Linked DNA regions of Mus musculus: region 1 is linked to region 2. The links are chromatin contacts, called in public Hi-C maps. All regions are on one chromosome and are shown on one strand. The core of a region is the stretch at or near the end of the contact, and the rest is flanking DNA. Distances in the headings are between cores, read along the strand shown.

Region 1 (2,700 bases), core at 160-2,659, 51 kb after region 2:
TCAGAACTGAATTAAGCTTGCAAGCCTAAACATGGGAAATATTGAAGGGGGGTGGTGGCACAAGAGGACGCTCCTCTTTCCAGCTCCACTACCTTCTAAATTTTTGCCTGCCATTCGTAGCTTTCTTGTAGTCCAATGGGAGTGTGTGTGGCATTAAAACAAGAACATAAAATTAAAAATTTAAAAGTCTCTACGATGCATCTTAAGAATTATAAAGTAATACTGTCAGTATCTTCAACGTTTCTTTTATGCTTGATGCCCCTTTCCTTCTTTTCTGGGTAACTAAGACATTAAAACTTGTTTAATCATTCCTTACTTCTAATTTTTAAAATTATTTATGTGTACCACTATGCATTTGTTACCCCGTTCTGCCTGGCTTGCAGTGTATGTATGTGGGATTATGTGTAACTTGTTCACGGTGTTAGTTCTTCAACCGTTGATACACTAAAGTATAATTCATTCAGCTTTGCTACTCCATAGTATTTAGCACTGTGAGTAGACCACGTTTAGGTACCCGCTCAACTGATGGTGAACACTTAAACTGTTCAGTTGTCTCTTTATGAACAACACTGCTATAAAACAATTCTATGCATGGGTCTTGCTGTGTGTATGGACAAGTCCTAGAGTAAAAACCTAAGTGGGGAGATTTAGTAAATCAAGATAGATTTTTCAGTTAGAAGGAATAAGTAGGAGAGCTGTTCTACATGATGGTAGCTACAGTTCATAATAAATTGTATATTTGAAGATTAGTGAGATTTCTAAATGTTCCAGCTACAAAAAAAATTTAATTGATGAGACATTGCATATTCCACATCTCCTAGACCATCCTTTCTACAGTGAGTCAAAGTAAACTGTTCAACATCAATACACACAGGGTTTGCTTATCTACCATAGATAGACAAATAGTAACAGTGATCGAAAGGAGCTCCTGAAGCAAAGAGACAGAAGCTACAGTGCCCTCAGAGTGTGCATTCGATGGTGACAATGATGGTTTCCTTGCTGAAACTGATTCAGTGGGAAGAGCACACGCTATTTTGGGCTCTAGAATGTTACTTATTATCTATTATTCCAGGAAGGCATTCAAGAAACTTCCCCCAGGTTTCTTGGCTTCTATGGGCTGGAAGGATAGATATTTATCAAAGATGGCAGACGTTTGCCAAGGGATGCTGTTGAAGAGGAACTGAATTGGTGCTAGACAAGAGAAACCAAATGACATCAAGGATATCTCTGTTTACAGTGCGGTATTGTGTGTGTGTGTGTGTGTGTGTGTGTGTATACTGAGCCCAGAGCTCCTATATTCTACCACTGAGCTGTACGTTCAGTGCCTGCTCTGTCCCTATTTATGGATAGCCATGTGATACCAGACAAACTAGGTTTCTTTCTGAGTTTCAGTTTCATGTTCAAAAGTGTGGGTTTGATGACCTTTGGGTCATTTGAGCTCTGACAACAGTCTGATTCAGTGACTTCAGAAGCACTCCTGGAAACAACAGTTTTGCATGCCCCCTTGTGGTGGCCTCTAGCACTGCAATTAGAGAAGCAAGCTTTAGAATGGTGGTTACTGACTCAAAAATTTCCCTGAGCTATAAATACATTTAACAATTAAAATTAAACAATATAAAAACCAAAGATATTTTGAAGTTATAGTTGTTCTTAAAAATACGTTTAAACTAAAAGTTTCTGTTTCACATAAGTATGTTTTGAATAATTGTGTTTTTTAGTAATACAGTTATTATTTTGCATTAACTTTTTTGTAAATACTTTTTTTGTGTGATACTGGGGATCAAACTGGTGTTTTGTACTATGTGGCGCATTTCCTTGCATATTCTTGGCAGAGCTCTACCACTGCAATACACCCTTTACTCTCCTTTTCTAAGGCAAATTTATTGTTAATAAAATATAAAACCATATAAGTACATACTGGTACATGAAACCATACACGTTGTATGCATTATGGGGAACTCTGTGATGTTTCAATATATGTATATATTGTAAAATGTTTAGCTCAACTTAAACATGACTCCTCAAATATTTACAATTTTATAGTAAAACACTCAGAAATCATTTCTTATACCTTTTTGAAGTATGCAGCAATATTTTCTTTCTACAGTAACCCTACTACAACAGCACACCAGTACTTCTTACTCTAGTTATACCTTGGTACCTACTGACCGAGTTTCATCATCTCCCTTCTCCCCTCTCATCTCTAGCAATCACCATTCCATTCTTGTCAGTCTGTGAGGTATGTGGGTGTATGTGTGGTGTGAGTGTGGTATGTGTGTGTGGTATGTGATGTGTGATGTGTGATGTGTGTGGTATATGTGTGTATGGTATGTGTGTGTGTGGTGTATGTATGGTATGTGTGTGATGTGTGTGTGTGTATGTATGGTGTGTATGTGATGTGTGTTGTGTGTGTAGTGTGTGTGTGTATGGTATGTGTGTGTGTGGTCTGTATATGGTATGTGTGTGATGTGTGTGTGTGTAGTGTGTGATGTGTGTGTGTATGGTGTGTGTGTAGTGTGTGATGTGTGTGTGTATTTTGTGTGTGTGTATGGTGTGTGTGTGTGTGGTATGTGTGTATGGTGTGTGGGGGGAAGAGGGGTGTAGATGGCTAAGGTCAACATCAGATGTTATTGCTTTCTTTAGTTGCTCTCTACCTCTTTTTTTTTTTTTTTTTTTTTTTTTTTTTTTTTTTTTTGAGAC
Region 2 (2,700 bases), core at 191-2,690:
AGTAACAGAGTATTTCTAGTGATAACAGTATTTGGTCTCTTAATTTGCAACTGGAATTAACTTTAGTCAAATTGATCTCAACAAGAAGTTATAGACTACTCAAGTTTACATAACTGTCTCTTCACCAAGATTCCTGAGAAAGTAGCAATTTCCTACAAGAACTGCATGGCTTAATCAAGTTATGTGTGCACTCTAAGTGTCTTGGATCAGTTCTTTGTTCTACAACACAAGTGTAACTCCCAGATCCTGCTCAGCATGCACTGTCAAAACCACCTTCAGGCTCTGAACAGAGCATTCTTTTTATTAAAAATTAAATTCCATCTAAGAGTTTCACAGAGTCTGTGTATTTCTCGAACACATACAATTGGGGCAATTCACACCAACCAGTGTTTCTATTACAGGTTACTAATCAGTACAGATTAACCGTGTTAATAGCTGTTAACACAGCAAAGCCCTATAGTACTAAACTATGTACTATGATGGTAGTGTGACTTCACAAAAACCATACGCTAAACACGTTAAATTTCCAATCCTGTTTGACCTGCACAATTTTTCCTCTTCCTCTTATCAACAAACTAATTACTTTAAACAACGCTCAAATAGGGCAAAACAAGAAACTTAAATCACAGATACCAGGAAACACATTGCCCCTTGTGTTCTTAAGCAGTTAAAGAAAGGAGAGCCCAACCACAAATATGACTAGGAAAAGTGAATTCGACCATCAGCCAGTCCTGACCTGACTGAGATGACTCCATGCTGTTTAATTGTCTCAGAGATAAATGCCTTCCACAAGAGTTCGTTAATTTAGACATTTACCTTGGGTCTCCACTGCCTTTTGGAACTCCAAGAGGGAGTATCAAGACAGTCTTACTCTTTCGGTCTAGGGAGTGAGGAGAGGGCGGGAGGCGACATGAGAACTAGCGAGAAGACAGATCAGAGAAAGGCCAACATTCTTCCCAAAGTCCGGCGGCCTGGGAACGCCCCTAATCCAGGGAGCTCCGGGGGAGCGCCAGGCTCTCCCGCGCAAAACACAGCGCCAGTCTCAGCCAAGTTTCACGCGCCCGGCCGGGGACCGGGGCCTGCACTCGTGCATCCCCACCGAAGCCCTGAAACTCACCGGCGTCCACGCCGAAGGGCCGAGCGGGGCCCAGCGGCACTGCCCGCCAACACGCTCCCAGGCCGGAGCTGCCGCCCGAGCAGGCAGAGGTAGGAGCAGCCAGCGGCCCGGCGCAGCGAGGCCCAGCTCGGGCGGGCAGGGCGGCGGAGAGTCACGAGCCTAAGGCCAGGCCCGCGCGGCCGTGGAAGGCTGGGGGTGGCGACAACAAAAAGAAAGGGGGGTGGGGGAGGAAAAAAAAAAAAAGGCGGAAGACTAAAAAGTCGCCGAAAAGGCGGCGTAGACAACCCTGTCACAGGACCCGGAAGATCAACGTGACCCCGGAAAGGAATCATCAGCGGGAGCGAAAGGTCAGACTTCCGGCAGCCGACACTGGAGAGCGCGTTTGCTGAGCTGCGCAGGCGCACAGCCCCACCCTGGTCCAGCCAGGGAGTCTGCGGCGGCTGCTGAGATGGTGGCGAGGGAAGGTACAGCCCGGCCCTTCCGCAGGGCAGTAGGCCACCCCGCTCCGCTGGCGCCGCCTCCTAAGTTACGTGCCGCTGGCCATTTCCAGGAGGCCTGTTCTGTCCATGGAGGGCCTTCCAGGAGATATCCAAAACCAACCTTCCCATTGCTGGAAAGATCAGTATGAAATCGTGGGTGATGTTCTCCTCAACAACAAACAAACAAAAACAGTTTCTTGGAGACAAAATCATGCCTCTAAGGCCCCCAAAACCACCCACACATTACCCTGCCCTAGCTCGCACTCACTTGTCTAACAAATACCCACCATTGTTTCTCATTGAGAGAACTTTAGTATCTGGTGAAACTGTCTAAACTGCTTGATTTATTGATGAATATCTGTAAACAATAGCCCTGTTTTGTCCCCGTAGAATCTGACCGTTCCCAATCCCGAAAGTAATGATTTGTTTACTGCTTTTTGGTTTTCTTGTTATTTATTCTGGGTTTTTTTCCCCCATTGTTTTTAGTTTGGTTGTTTTTTTGTTTTTGTTTTGTTTTTGTTTTGTCGGGACAGGGTTTCTCTGTATAGCCCTGGCTGTCCTGGAACTCACTTTGTAGACCAGGCTGGCCTCGAACTCAATAGTTATTCAATTTTTAATTTTTCTACCTTAATTCACAAACTGAGGTCATTTCTGTGATAATACTTAGAGTCGTTTGATAACTTACTATATGAATAATAACTTAACTGAATCCCACTTATTTCGATAAAGAGTTTTCGTTTCACTTGACTTGCAAAGTCTTTATAAATTATATTTGAATCATTTAAATAATTTTTTAAAAAACTTGTCACGTGCTTCCGAGTATCATCTGATGTGGTAAATGTTAATTGTGCTTTGGTAATAAAGTATGTTCAGTTATTGTGTAGAGTATTTTATAAATGTCAGTTAAGTTGATCTTCAACATGGCTCTGGTTTCCTGTCTTGCTTGTCTTTTCGGGCATAAAAAGGGCATATAAGAAGGCTAGGGCCAAGACAGGTGTGGTGGTGCACGCCTTTAATCCCAGCACTTGGGAGGCAGAGGCAGGCGGATTTCTGAGTTCAAGGCCAGCCTGGGCTACAGAGTGAGTTCCAGGACAGCCAGGGCTA

Evidence for each region. A called contact is a pair of places that touch in the nucleus more often than the background predicts.
Region 1: a contact with region 2 is called in a Hi-C map of bone marrow-derived dendritic cells, with 3 times the contacts expected there. The contact joins the enhancer-like site here to the promoter of Tent2 in region 2. A contact is called at or near these places in 9 of 39 promoter capture datasets (the 3T3-L1 cell line, 3T3-L1-derived adipocytes, the C10 cell line and 5 more), 38 of 484 Hi-C or Micro-C datasets (B cells, the C10 cell line, CD4 T cells and 22 more), 15 of 115 datasets of contacts at active chromatin or transcription factors (the HPC-7 cell line, the SCID.adh cell line, bone marrow-derived dendritic cells and 10 more) and 5 of 9 other capture datasets (adipose tissue, bone marrow-derived macrophages, liver and 2 more).

What each region holds. Positions count from the first base shown.
Region 1 is chr13:93,241,867-93,244,566 of GRCm38.p6, forward strand. No RefSeq gene overlaps it. Among named protein-coding and RNA genes, the nearest start is that of Gm41020, 45 kb to the left of the region's middle. Within about 2 kb of position 1,410, at least 40 of the 459 cell types and tissues checked have an H3K27ac peak or open chromatin away from gene starts, as enhancers often do. A contact at or near this core is called in B cells, adipose tissue, bone marrow-derived dendritic cells and 5 more, where this site is marked.
Region 2 is chr13:93,190,977-93,193,676 of GRCm38.p6, forward strand. Tent2 (terminal nucleotidyltransferase 2) reads right to left here and starts at 1,441. Exons shown (of 15, transcript NM_133905.3): 1 at 1,118-1,441.